Regions from separate parts of the Mus musculus genome. Here region 2 is linked to region 1. A link is a contact called in public Hi-C data. All regions are on one chromosome and are shown on one strand. The core of a region is the stretch at or near the end of the contact, and the rest is flanking DNA. Distances in the headings are between cores, read along the strand shown.

Region 1 (7,298 bases), core at 3,400-5,899:
AACAAAAAAAGGAACAGAGAGGGAAAAATTGAAAAGAAAGAAAGAAAAAGAAAGGAGAGAGAGAGAGAATGGCTGGAAGGGCAAGAAAGAATGACTACAGTGTGTGTGTGTGTGTGTGTGTGTGTGTGTGTGTGTGTGTGAGAGAGAGAGAGAGAGAGAGAGAGAGAGAGAGACCTTATGTCAGAGGTCCAAGATCCAAGGTCAGAGTACTGGGCAGTGGCAAGGCCTGCAGCAAGCCCTCGCAGATCACTACCCAGAGGACCGACCTGGAAGCTTTGTAAGTCTCTTTGACATTCTCCATTTGCCTTATGGCTGCTAGAAGCAAAAGTGGAGTAGATGCCTCTAGGGACAGTCACATCACAGAGAGCCTCCATCTCTCTTCCCAAGCTGCTCTCTGAAAAATACCCTCACATGGCTTTAGGACCTTCAGTGTGCCAGGCAGGAAGTGGGGGAGACCCATCAAGCAGAGCCGCTGTTGTGTCTCGTCATGTGATTAGACCCACAAGAGGCACTGAACTGAGTGCCTTCCACACCAGAGCTGTGACACAGATGAGTCACCTCACCTCTTCAGCTGCCTGGCTCCTCATCTGGTGGGTGGGAGCAATAGTCCTTCTTGACCCCGTTTTGGCAGATTGCATTTAGAACACCTATCAAACAGTACAAATCCGGTGATGTTTAATTTCATGCAGATGTTTATGGGGGGGCATCAAAATCAAAAGAATCATGGGGGGGGGCTGATCTTAGAATGAAGATGTTGGAGAAGCTTAAGAGAGGATGACTAATGTGAATTCTTGGCTGATAATCGAAGGGAATGGGTCCGAGTTTAAGAAAAGTAGATTGTTTCATTCATTCATCATCTATTCATTAATTCAGTTATATGAGTGTCTCCTAAGTGCCAGGTCTAGGGATGCAGAGGTGTTAGAAGCATAATCCACCCTGGTTCACACAGAGCATGCAGTCCTCAGAAAATTAGACACTGCACAGATGCGCATAGAACATAAACGTGTAACTACACACTGTGAGGTGTTTGTTCTATGAGACAGAGAAAAATAGTCTATAACCCTGGAACACGGAACTGAGCAGTGTGGAGGGGGTGTCCTTGCTTCGCCCTTGCTCCTTCTCTCCACTCATCACCTGCCATCCAAAGTCTGACATCTCTGCTCCAAGCTGATTGGTGGTGCCGGGAAGGAGCAGGACCCTCAGAATGCACAGATTGTCCATAATCCATGAGCATCCATGGTATCCCTCAGGTACCTTCATAGCCATCCTCACTGCAGCCTTCTCTGATGGCTCTCTGCTCATTGTGACCACTGCACTTACAGACTGTGAACGTTTTCAGTACAGGATACTGGTTTGTCCAAGATGAGGCTGGCCCTATGGCTGCTTGAGAGTTCAGGACTCTACGGAAAATCAAAGGTCCTTGTAGTAAACTCCGAAGGCCACGGCCCTACCTTATCTCTTGCTGGTGTCCTTTCCTCACCAAGCTTGGTCCATTTGGGTTTTCCCATGTTCTCCAGGCGGATCAAGATCTTCCCTGTTTTTTGGGCTATACGTCAGCTCTGGCTGATGTTGGCGACCCTCTTCTTTGCCTTCTTCACTTCATAACTCTCCATCTCTCCCTTTCTCTTTCTTTTCTTTTTTCCTGTCTCTTCTTCCCATGTCTTGTCTCACCTTATTTTAGTCTTTCCCACTTCTTTGTTTGTTTAGTTACTCTGCTGGTTAGGGTTCTTTTTTAAAGAACTAAATATAACACAGTGAGTTTCATTATGACATTTTTATATGTGTATGTCTTATCTTGTCCCCAAATTCCTATCTCACTTCATGCAACTAACTCCTACCTACCTTCATGCCTCTGTGTGTGTGTGAGTGTGTGTGTGTGTATGTGTGTGTGTGTGTGTGTGTGTGTGTGTGTGTGTGTGTGTGTAAACTAATGAGTTTAATTAGGGTTGCTTACAGGAGCATGGGTTTGAGCAGTTATTTTACAGGCGCTTGGGCACTTACCAGTGACTACACCACGGAAGAAAAAGATATCTCTCTCCTCCAGCAACTGCTAATCTTTGAGACAAGGTCTTGCCATGTAGCTCAGCTTGACTATAAACTCCAGATTCTCTTGGCCTCCATATTGCTGTTATTAACAGAGCACATCACTACCTGGTCCAGTTTGTTTTTCTTTCATCTTTTGTTTTTTATAATCAGGTCTATTGAACTGTACTTTGCATGCAATACCATCCCCTCCCTCTGAGAATGCAGACCTCTGGGCTTTGACTTGTATGTGCACACATTCAGCAAGACTGAGATCATGTGCCTGTTCCCCTTCATAGCTAGGCTCCTCCGTATACCCCAGGAAGCCACCATTTACCTCTTTCATACTTCAAGTTTGCATCAGACCACCTTCGACACAGACACCTCTCATTCAGAGCCCTATGCTGGCCCCATCTGCAGAAGGCCCACCCCACACCCCATACTTCTTTCAGATACCTTGGATATTCTTGCTTTAATATTCACTTCATCTGTACATCTATTTGTTGGGGTTGTTTTGGAAACAGAATCTCACTCACTGTATAGCCCCTTGCATTCTCTACATGGCCTTGAATTTTTAATGTAGACCAGCCTGGCCTCCAACTTCCTACAACCCTCTGCCTCTGCCTCCCAAGTGCAGAAATTGTAGGAATGTGGCCCCATGCCTGACTCATTTGTTCTGTCTTCATTTAACCCTATAAACTCTGTGAATGAAAGGTCTCAGTCTTCAGTTTCAGTCTTCAGTTCCACCCTTTTAACCCCAGAGCATTGTGTGTAGAACATTTATTGAATGGATAGACAGATAGATGGATGGATAGGTAGATAGGTAGGTAGGTAGGTAGGTAGGTAGGTAGATAGATAGATAGATAGATAGATAGATAGATAGATAGATAGATAGATACATGGTACTACTTTCTCCTGTGCAAGTAGCTATGATTGATAGCGTGACTGATTCTGAAATGATTTTAGCACTTAGGGAGCTAAAAGATGAAGGGAAATCTTGTGATAGTATGCAGATAATTGGAGCCTTGAATAATCCCTTACTATGCACTTGTAAAGCATCTACTGAATGCCAGGCTCGTTCCTGGTCCTTCGTATATCGTCATTCATTTCATACTATGACCAACTGTATGGAAAGCATGGTCGTTTTAGATTTAAAGATGAATAATATTGAGTATTTTTTTAAAAAAAAAAAGGGTTAAATAACTTCTGGCCAGCCAGAGTGCAATCAGATGCAGTAGTAATTTCAAGCTGAAGTTTTATCTGGTTCCAGAAAGAGAGACCTAAGAGAAAGACCATGAGGAAAGAGAGAAGAGAAGGGCCACGGGGAAAGAAGGTAGAGAGACTACGTGGAGAAACCCTGAGACAGTGTGTCCAGAAGAAGTCCTGATGAGCAGGTCACTGAGGGATTCACCATCAGTTCACCAGGAGAGAACAGACATAGGCAATGCTCGGACCAGAGCAAGATGGTGAGACTCAGCTTGAAGGTAAAGGGCCCTGGGGCTGAGCAACAGATAGCTTAGACTGTTAGAATAGATGAATACCTGCCAAGTCACAGAGGTTAAAGCTTGGTAATCAACTTAATAGATCTTTGTGTCAATTATTTGGGAAGTAGGACAAGAACACATACGACTTCAACTTTTAAATTACTACTACAGACAGGACTTCGGGCCCAAACAACACGTGTAATAGTTAAGACAAAGTAACATTAGGGCAAGTAAAAGAGAAAAAGGTTGAAGGCATGCCCTGGTCAGGGAGGTCAGACTCCAGCACAGATTAAGGTCTAACCAGGAGAATCAGAAATGGGAACATTCACTGTAAATTTTACATCTGATCCTTTCTGAGGAACCTTTTAACCCCAGGGGAAACCTTTTCAGACCTCCCAGGTGTCACCCAAGTAAGATATAGCACAAGGGTTCAAGAGGTCTGGTAGAATTGTTCCCACACAACGCAGTTCCGGAACACTCTGGAAACTGAGGCTTTAAGCAGATGCACCCAGAGTCGCTGCTCTGGCTCCCCAAGGACACTTCCAAGAGGCTTGCAGTTCTCATCTATGGACAGTAGGTGGCAGTAGGTCGTGAGAAATGTGGGTTCTCCTGGGCCCTGGCTATGGAGACCTAGCCTGCAGAAAAACGCGGCTGGGCTTGAGTTGCGCCTGGGAGCACACCCCCCGGGGGGGGGGGGGGGGGAGTGGGCCGCACTGCCCAGGTCAGCGAGGATCTTGCGGGTGGGGGCTCCATTGGCTCCTGCAGCGTTGTAGTCATGGGGAGTTCCCAAAGAGCGCCCAACCCATCCTGCCTCCCCCATCAGACCTTGTGCCAGGCGTGGATTCCCCTGCCTGGGCAGACAACCTGGTTTTGTTGTTGTTTGGTGGGAGAGGGGAGCGCGGAGGGAGCACAAAAGTTTACTTTTTATTTTCTAAGCTAAAGAATAAACCTCTGTTCAGGGGGACATGGCTGTATCCATATAGCTCACGTCTGGCTGCACAGAAGTGAGGTGTGCTTTTTCCTTCCCGTGGTACCAATGCCTGATGGGGTTCCCTGGGGGAGACACCTGTTTTATCCAGACCTCTGGTCTGCACTTACAACAAGGATCTCATGGCGCTGTTGTCTTGACCTTAGTAGCAGCCAGCTTTGCACCACTTGGATGCAGTATGTCCCAGCAGGGCAGTGGCTGAGAAGCTGCAAATATGATTCTCTCAGGACCTGGCCTCTTGGCTCTACCAGGACCTGGGCATTAGCCTACCCAGGCTGGATCTAGACCTCTGAATACTCTTTCATTTAACACCTGCACAAATCCTGCCATCCTCCCTTCCACCCCTCCCACATTGAAAGAGTCTCTCTCTCTCTCTCTCTCTCTCTCTCTCTCTCTCTCTCTCTCTCTCTCTCTCTCTCTCTCTCCTGGCAAACTCTTACAGTTGCCATAAGGCAAGTGGAGACTGAACACGGAGATCTCTGGGTGAGTATTTGTTAAAGGTTACAGAGCCAGTAGTCCAGTGCCTGACCTCAAACCCCAGGCTTCAAGGCATCCTTCACCTCCCACCCCTCTGCCTGCCAACAACAGGGCTGCTTCCGGGGCTCCCGGGCCAGGCCAGCCAAGGAAGCACAGACAGCCCCAGTGCATCTTTCTCTCTCGATCAGTGGGCAAATTAATTCACGCTATCTTTACATTATGTATAATGCTGCATGATTTTATTTTGCTTCATTCCCGAAATCTTTTACAGTAATTAGTAGCCGAGTAAAATATAAAAATTAATGCAATATAACACTTTAATGGTAATAATACACCATCCTGTCTAATTAATAAAATCTGTTGTTTCCAAGCACGGTTATTTATTTGACAAATTGATGGCACACATCCTGTTCATATCCCCTTTCCCGGCTCCCATCCTTTCAGTTTATTGAATAAAATTGTATCAGGAAAATAAACAGATTGTCTTCTGACCTGACAAGCGAGTGAGGAAAAACCCCTCACTCACACAGCCCTAATTGTTCTCAACAATATTCGCTAACATGCATCAAGAGGGCTTGGAAATGAAGCCTCATTTCCTAGCTCCTGTATTTTTTCCATTTAATTTAAATCTTTATAATTGTGTCTTCTTATTTTTTAGGGACTGGGGACCTAGCGAGTTTGAGGGGTGAGCTTTGTCCCTGTGGGCTGTCATTCTGATGGCCTTAACAAGCAGGGATGGTTCCCACTCTGCATAGAGATCAGAGTGGAGAGCTAGGCTCTTCTGAGCCCTGGTGGAGCACACTGAAGTCACCTCCAATGTGGCAGAAGAGGACCAGATAGGGAGCCGGGGACAGTCATATTGGAGGACTGTCATTAGGGATTAAAAGGGACATGGAAGGAGGGGTTCGGGCAGGATTCTGAGGCTTGGTGACGTCTGCTGGTGGGAGTGGAGCAGGGAACAATGTCCAGCCCGAGCGAGCATGTGCCGTTGGAACAGAGTGCTGATCTAATTACAGAGCCACTCTGTGCTCCCTCTCTCATGTAAGACAGGACGTTTATATGCTAAGTGTGAAAACATGAAAGCCTTAAGCTATAAATAGAACGGCAGAGATGGAGGGAGACGCACACAGAGGAAGAGAAGGCAGAAAGAGGAAGTAAAGGAGAGACTTGCCCCTTGCAGGTTAATTTCTAGCGTTTTTCCCTGAAAGAAAAATGATGTGCTGTGGTTGGTGTTCAGGAAGAGCCCCCGTCACCAGCTTTTAAGCTACATTTACTGCAAGAGAAAAGGCCCCCAAGTGCACACACGTGAGGACTCATCCGCTCTGGTGAAGTGACTTCTACACCAGAGAGACATCCACACAGAGACACAGAGTGCAGCCATGTGTGAGCGTGACTATGGAGTCCACACCACTGAATCAACACAGTCCCGCCCTGTCTAGGATGCCTAGAACATTGTACTGGGCCACCACAGTAACAACGTCTTTCCCTGAGGTCTGTGCGGGAGTCTGGGGGTGCTGGCCCTTCCTTGTCATTTCTCCTGATCGGCCTCTTCACCTTCACCACTATTGTATGCCAATGCCTTATCTTAATAATTCTTACCATAATGATCAAAAGCTTAAATAAGATTTATCCACGCAGAGGTCACTGATACCTTCTGACTAACACCCAGGTACACAGAAGGTGATCAATAAATGCCATGGGAACCAGCACCTTCTACTTTGGCTGCCGACGAAGTATTTCATGGCATAGGTTACCATCCCTGCCCATTTCATGAAGCAGGCCCAATCTCCTTCTAAATGGAAACAGTGGGATGTTCAGTGGAAAAAAAATGGTATTTGTTGAACTATTTTGGACATTCCAAAATTGTTTAGCTTAAAGACATTTCATTGAAACCTCAGTAATAAGTCAAAGAGAAAGGCCTAATCGTTACCACCAGTGTCATAGATGCAGTATAATTTCCAAAACCCTATGTAGTTGGCTTAAAATTTTATAAAGTGTATAAAATGACTGGGGTTTGAACCCACATCTGTCTAGATTGGGACTCCTCAAAGCCATGCTGTAGTTCCAGCTGGGGTGCTAACAATGTCTCCTTGGGGTGGCATTTCTGTAACTCTGCCTTCTCAGCTGTAAATATCCGAGGCTCTGCTGCTGGGTTTACACAGCTCCACATGGCACTGTGCGTAGGTCAGGAGGGTAATCCAGTCTACCTTGTCTCTTTGTTCTTTCGTTTGTCACTCCCCAAGCTATCATCTGACAGACAACTCTTTTGGCTGGGGCTGCATCAAGGGAGTGACAGCTGGGGTTCCAAGATCCATTTTACTTTTTGC
Region 2 (6,877 bases), core at 4,332-6,831, 73 kb after region 1:
CCTAAACTTTAGTGCCTCAGATACATCTAATCCATGCTAAGCACCCCTGACCACCTGCCTATAGGAGTGGCGACAGACCACTGTTCCTCCCAAGACCTCACATGGCTGCTTGACTTTTCTCTTTCTAAAGCATAGTGAACCTCCTCCTCCATTGCATCTGTCTCTTTTCCTCCAGGGATTCGGAAGTCCCTTCTATTTCTTCTGCCCAACAATCGGCCCATGGCTTCTTTACTGACAGATCAAGAACCAGTTGGGGAGCAGGACCTTAGCATCAGAAGCACCCCTACATACTACCATCAATAGATTAATGAGCTCACCATGTTAGACTTTGGTGGCATCCTTTCTTCTCCTATTGTCACTTCTCTACCTGAGTGAATAGATGTTTGTTCATCTGCCAGAAAAAGACACACAGAATTTTCTTTTCTTCTTCTTCCTTAGCCTCGGATCCTTCGGTCTTTGACTATTACCAAATTACCTACTCACTGATGGCCCAAGGTAGGGAAAGGAATGTTGTTGGACTCAGGCAAGGTGTAGGTGAATGTGCTCTGAGAAAGATGGGTGTCCACGTGTCCCTGATGTGACTATGTAAACGGCTTCTGTGGTATCACCCCTCCCTGCACTAATGAAGGGGGCCCATATTGCCCCACCTTTGATTTCTGCTGATACTCTGAAGGACAATCTTACTTCTCCAGGGGCTTCTGAGTTCCTGGGACACATGGACACAATGTGGATGAACAAGGGCCTACGCTAATTTATGTGAAGGATCCTGAGTTCCCCATAGCATTAGAAGTTACTGCAATGGGAAACTAGTAGTTGGAGCATCAGCCAAATTGGGTCCCTCCCATCCCTGTGCCAATTAGGGATGCTTTTGTGAAAAGCCAGGACAGTGCTAGCATCATAAATATGGGCTGAGTTCTTTAATGTGAATCCAAAGCATTAGAATACATAAAGAGATTTACAATAATTAGGGGCAGATTTCTGAGATTTTTAGCAACCCCTTCCCCTAATGTCTGATTTATTTATTATTGGAAAATCAAAGAATGCTTTGTGTTAATGTGATATCCAGGCCAGAGACTCTGAATATGTAGACTTGTAGAGAGAGACATGTAAGCTGGAAGCAGCTCAAGTCTATACATTTAGATTTGGGACCGAGGAGCCCAGGGCCTGGTGTTGAAGCCCTAGCTTGTTTCAAAGATAAGTTACCCCAGGTGAAGGCTAGAGAAAATCCAGTTTGTATGTTCAGCCATAGCTTCCTGCAGTGCTTTTTGTCCCAGAACCAGGATTTAGGGACTGGTGTGGGTATTGATGCCACTACTCAGGAAGGAACCACAGACCCTCCTCAAATTGTTGGCTTTCAAACACAGGGATCTAACAATGTTAACTTTCTTTAGATGTATTCAGGTCAGGGCTGTAAAGGGAGCTCCATCAGTAGTGTCTGCTTTCTTTAAATACCTTTCATCATTTAAGAAATCCTTTCTACCTACCCCCCAGAGGAGGTAAAAATCCACATTATCCTAGGATGCAGCAACCAATGCTTCATTTTAAAGCTAAGTTCTGAGTTTTGTTTCTTTAATATGCTTTCCTTGTCCTCTAACCACCACACCTTGTAAAACCAAAACCTCTAAATCAAATTTATTTCTTCTCCTTTTCCCAACAAAAACACCAAGAGGCAAAAAAAAATCTTAGAGTTTCCCAAGAGCCTAAGGTCTTGCTGACCTCCACTGGACACTGGTTGGTGACACTGGGGCCCACAGAGAGAAAAGCAAACTTAGTAGAGAGAATTTTCAACAGTATCTGAAATATAGTGTGCTAAAGCGACCAGCTATGGGAAATGAGGCAAGTGACCTGACCTCTGTGCTCACTTCTGGAAACAAAGATCATTTTTTAGTGTGTGTGTGTGTGTGTGTGTGTGTGTGTGTGTGGTGTGATTACTGTGTACACAGGGTTTACTGTTATGAGTCAAATGAATTTCTGCAAGCTGCAAGCTTTTCACTTCAACTGGGAAATGGAAGCAAGGTACCAGCAGCCAACACGGGTCATGAGACTGGGAAGAGGACCCTTGTCTAGCTTGGGAGTTCCTTAGAGGCTAGATGCCAGGGTCTGGCCTCTCCAAGGAAATGGAGTAGCTAGGAAGCAGACTGAAGTTGGTTTTGTCCCTTTTTCTAGCTCTATAAAGATTAAATAATCCACTGTGCATGATGTCCAAGGAAGAACAAATATAGATGCCCTCATCTTCCCTGAATCATTGATTCTGTTTGTCTTGGGAAAAATTCTATGGCTGTCTTTATGGCAAACTGTAAAAAAGTATTTTTGTTCCTCATTTATCCAAGAATAACACAATCCCCCTCTAAATAGCTATTTTATTATGACCGCAATCAAAGCTGAAAACAATTTCATTTTCCCCCTTTGAGGTCTTCGGAAACAATTTTAATTTCCTAATAAAGTGAGGCAGCCCAGGGTTCATTTCTAAGAGGCAGCAGTCGGGGAGTGTGAAGCAAGAACCCAGGAATCAGTGCTGTGCCTCTGCCGGCGGCTCTCCTGCAACCTGTATTCCAGATGGCTTAGAGTGCATCCCAGAAGCCGTTTTCAGGGCACTTTTCCTGAAGGTTCTGGCCACAGGAGATGAAGACCATGCATCCTGGTCACTTGAAGCCTCAGGTGCAGCCATGAAATAGTCCAGACTTTTAGCAGGTAGCACTGAGCTATGGACTTTCCAGGGCATCAAAAATCCTATCGTGTGTCCTAAAAGCTACCAGCAATGCTCTGTCTGTGAACCCACCTGGAGAACATAGTCATTTCTGATGTCTCATGTCCCTGTATGTCTTCAGTTGTCAAGTCTTCCTTATTGTTTCCTCAGACTTTCCTAGGATATGTCTTTCTCCTCTGCCTGTTGCAGCCACCCTTGCTCCCAGACTACCCTGTGACTCTCACAGCACTCTTCCCTGCTGCTACTGTGTCCCCAGTCATTGCTGTTTCTCCTCACCAGCTCTGCCACATGAAAGTCCTCTATCTAAATCCTTCAAGGTCACTCAACTGCTTTGAGCATTAAAGTCTCAGGTTTGTTGTTCTGTCTCAGTGTAACGTGAGCCTTCTCTCCCATCCTCCCTCCACCTTTACATATATTCTGAAATATGACCATTGAGGTCATGCTTTTGCTTCTAGGACCATGGAGCTAAAGTACTTTTTTTCCCAGTCTGCCTAGTGAACCCCTTGCTCTTTCAAAAGCATCATTTGAGGTGGGGGTTGTTATTGTATTTGTTTTTGTTTTTGAGAAACCGTCATGGACCCTCTTTTGCATGGCCCCTTCAGATGGTTCTATTTGAAGTTGCTTATGCAATCATGTGTCATCTACTTGATTAGTCTCTACTTATATGAATCATCTTTATGGTTGCTTGTGACTGATGCAGTCTTGTATATGTGAGAGCAAAGAAGATATGGAAGAAGACTAGACAAAAAGCAAAAGGCAAATGGGAGGGGAAGGAAATAGAAAGGAAGTGGAGAGTGGAAGGGAGGGACGGGAAAGGAAGGAGTCTCAGCCCACAGAAGCATATTTTCATAGTTACCCTAAGATCTTTCCACTTGGAGACATAAAACATAAACTTGTACAGAATCCAAGACCTTGAAAGGACAATAAAGATATGTGTGCAATGCACGCCTGAATGCGAACATCCTCAAGAGCTTGTATAGGTCAGCTGTGTGCTGTGAGGAATGGTGGACAAAACTCCAAAATGTTATTTAGAAGGCATTTTTTTTATTCCCTTGGAAGACTCTTATAAAAGTGGGGCCAGATTCTTCCTGACATATTTCCTAAACATTTTATGATGAAAACATTTAATGCCCCAAAAGTTGAAAGACTTAGATGGCAAACATCCTTATACCCGCAACCATTCCACAGTATTTGCTGTCACGTATTGCATATCCACCCACTTCTCCACCCTGAATTAGTTCTACGTCCTTTCTGATGCACTTCAGGATAACTCTCACCCATGGCTGTGAAAAGAAGAAAAGTTACTAAAGAGGAAGTTGAGCATGAAAAGATGAAGTCAGGATGATGGGAGAAAAAGTGAACTTATCGGGATTCTACAACTATTGCCTAGGAATGCAGTAGACCTTCCATATGCAGAATCTGCCCTTGCAGTTACTAACCACAGCCTGGAAATGTTAAATTGAAAACTGCAAAAAGTAAATCATGTTTTAGGTCATTTGCCAAACTGACACCTTGTTTCATTTTTCTGACTTGCCCAGGTCATCAATCTATTTTGTTTCCAGTATCCACGCTGTATATATTACTCTTCCACTGATCATTAAAATAATCTTGGTACCCGACATGACTCGTGAAATATCACAATGCTTGTGTTCAAGTAACTCTTAGGTAGCAACCTACCACTATGTTGCAATGTCTTTGTCATCTCACATCTGATCACATGGAGATTTGATCATGTCATACTACCCCAAGAAACATTAGTACAGTATGTTGCCTTTACATTTATTACAGCATACCGTGGTAACTGTTCTATTTTACCACTAACTATTATTAATCTTTTAATTGTGCCTAATTAATAAGTTAAACTTCACCACAGACATACATGTAATTTTATAGGAAAAAAATCGACTAAGTTTTAGAATCCCTTTCTAACACTGCTTGGGACCAGACATGGTTCTGATTTTGTACTTTTTAGGATTGTGAAATATTTGCAAACTTTAGAAACTGTGAAACTTTGAACGTCACTTTGGAACTTGAAAAAGTTTTGTCCTCAGAGCATTCCAGAGCTGGGGCTTTCATGCAAGAGATGCTGGCTTGAATATTCATGATAGAGTAGTGTCTGTCTGTAGGTTTAATCATCATTGGAGGTCTTGAAAAAAATCCTCATGGAGAAGGAATCCCTGTGCAGACTGTGGAACATAAGCAAACACATATTCTCTTGGTCTTCTGTACTTCAGTAATGGACTTTTCCCTAGACATTTGCCTTCATTAAAAAGAGAGAGGCCGGGGCGTTGGTGGCACACTCCTTTAATCCCAGCACTCGGGAGGCAGAGGCAGGCAGATTTTGGAGTTTGAGGCCAGCCTGGTCTACAAAGTGAGTTCCAGGACAGCCAGGGCTATACAGAGAAACCCTGTCTCGAAAAAAAAACAAAAAAAGAAAACCACCACCCCCCCCCCCAAAAAAAAGAAGAGAGAGGGAGAGGGAGAGGGAGAGGGAGAGAGAGAACCACATTCAATATTCAATGAAGGAGAGACAGAGATACAGGGGGGGTGGGTCCTGAAATCCTCCCCTTGCATCATACCTGGTGTGTCTACCCTGCAGTGAGACTTCAGTTTGCTTGCTGCCTCCCAACAGCTTGCATTCTTAACTGTGCATTTCTGGAGAGCACACCCAAGGGAGCTTTTGAGTTCTGCACACATTTAGGCAAGAAGAAAGGAACTACTCACAAAATCAAAGTTTCTCTGGAAAAGGAGCCAGGGCTCCCAGAACACAAGAGGAAGGGTTTTTCCCAATAAAGTCAGAAGGGGAGGAGTTGAGCGCCTGAATGGAGGAGTCAGGACCCAGAGCAAGACAGCAAGGGCATTCAGAGCATGGAGTAACTAATGGATTTCAGCCTTGTCAGGCCACGGCCTTCACACATTTCTGATTACAGGGCCTCAGTGTATGACCTTGCACTATCACCATGGCAAATGCAGTTAGACTCACCCTTGTCACAGTAGCCTGTATTTCTGCTGGGTTACCTGAGGACAGGAACATAAAACTTGCTCAGATAAGGGTCCTGAGCATCCCAGCAATCTCACCCATTATCCCTGTGCTCATTTGCATGCGCTCCTCCTAGATTGCATCAGTTAGCAGACGCTTTTATAGGTGTGCATTGTGCTGTCAGCTTGCTTTACAGCACAGTTAGCCCATAGACGCTTACAATGAATGAGCTTCTCACCAGTGCTCACAAACACATTAACAGGGAGCAGGTAGCAAATTATTCAGGGCTCCGCATAATCTGCACTTATGTAAATACCAGGTTCTTAGTAGGCTGGGATTGTTTAAAAGTCCCTCATCATTTGTCGGGTGGTATGTCAGCTTAATGGGTCCCCATGCTCATTTGTGGGCCACCATCTCCCACTAAAATGTCTGCATTGTCTGACTGCTCACTGCGCTTCCAGGATCCCACCATGCCTAGACATGAGTTAAACTTAAAGCCTAGGTATTTGAACCTCTATTTCTTGGAGGGTCTACTAAGGAATTCTAGAGAAAAGATGCAGATGTGAGCAATGATGAAGAAAGCAAGTCTGGGTCAAATTCCAGTCTCCCTTCTACTTACCAGCTGTGTAATTTGGGACACATTGCCTCAGTTTCCTGATCTGCAAGTAGAGATAATAACTAGATCAGGCATGAGTATGAAATGAAAAAAAGAGCATTGGTTGACAGCAAACTTAGCACTGAACTGAGAGATGCGAAGAATTTTACATGAACTTAATTTATCCTCAGTGCCACCTCACCTCCCATAGGGCCTGGCTCTTGTTTCAGTAACTCCATCTGCAAACTAAACTCTACCCCCAGAGGTTTAAAGGGACAGCTGGTCAGTGACAGCTCCTTCCCAATCCGTGATCCTTTCCTAGAGCTACTGTGCCACAGTGCTGGTTTCAGGGACCAGAGAGGAGAGGAGTTAGTGTTCTGAGAGTAGGGACTCCAGAGAGGTAAGTGTGCCACAGTGTATGTGTGAGGGAGACAAGACCACTGGACCGTTCGCTTCACGGTAGCACTGGAGTAGCCACATCCCCTAGCTGTTATTGCTACAAAACAGTAAGTTACAGGGTCCATGGGATAGGAGCCCAGTGTGGACAAACAGGGTCCTCTGCACAGTCACGGTGTGCAACAGGCCATGGTCCCTT

Evidence for each region. A called contact is a pair of places that touch in the nucleus more often than the background predicts.
Region 2: a contact with region 1 is called in a Hi-C map of muscle stem cells, with 1.5 times the contacts expected there. The contact joins two enhancer-like sites. A contact is called at or near these places in 1 of 15 datasets of contacts at CTCF or cohesin (CD8 T cells), 6 of 484 Hi-C or Micro-C datasets (Sertoli cells, cerebellum, liver and 2 more) and 1 of 115 datasets of contacts at active chromatin or transcription factors (embryonic stem cells).

The regions. Positions count from the first base shown.
Region 1 is chr7:115,212,867-115,220,164 of GRCm38.p6, forward strand. No RefSeq gene overlaps it. Among named protein-coding and RNA genes, the nearest start is that of Gm34282, 84 kb to the left of the region's middle. Within about 2 kb of position 4,650, at least 140 of the 459 cell types and tissues checked have an H3K27ac peak or open chromatin away from gene starts, as enhancers often do. A contact at or near this core is called in Sertoli cells and muscle stem cells, where this site is marked.
Region 2 is chr7:115,285,365-115,292,241 of GRCm38.p6, forward strand. No RefSeq gene overlaps it. Among named protein-coding and RNA genes, the nearest start is that of Gm45999, 110 kb to the right of the region's middle. Within about 2 kb of position 5,582, at least 9 of the 459 cell types and tissues checked have an H3K27ac peak or open chromatin away from gene starts, as enhancers often do. A contact at or near this core is called in Sertoli cells and muscle stem cells, where this site is marked.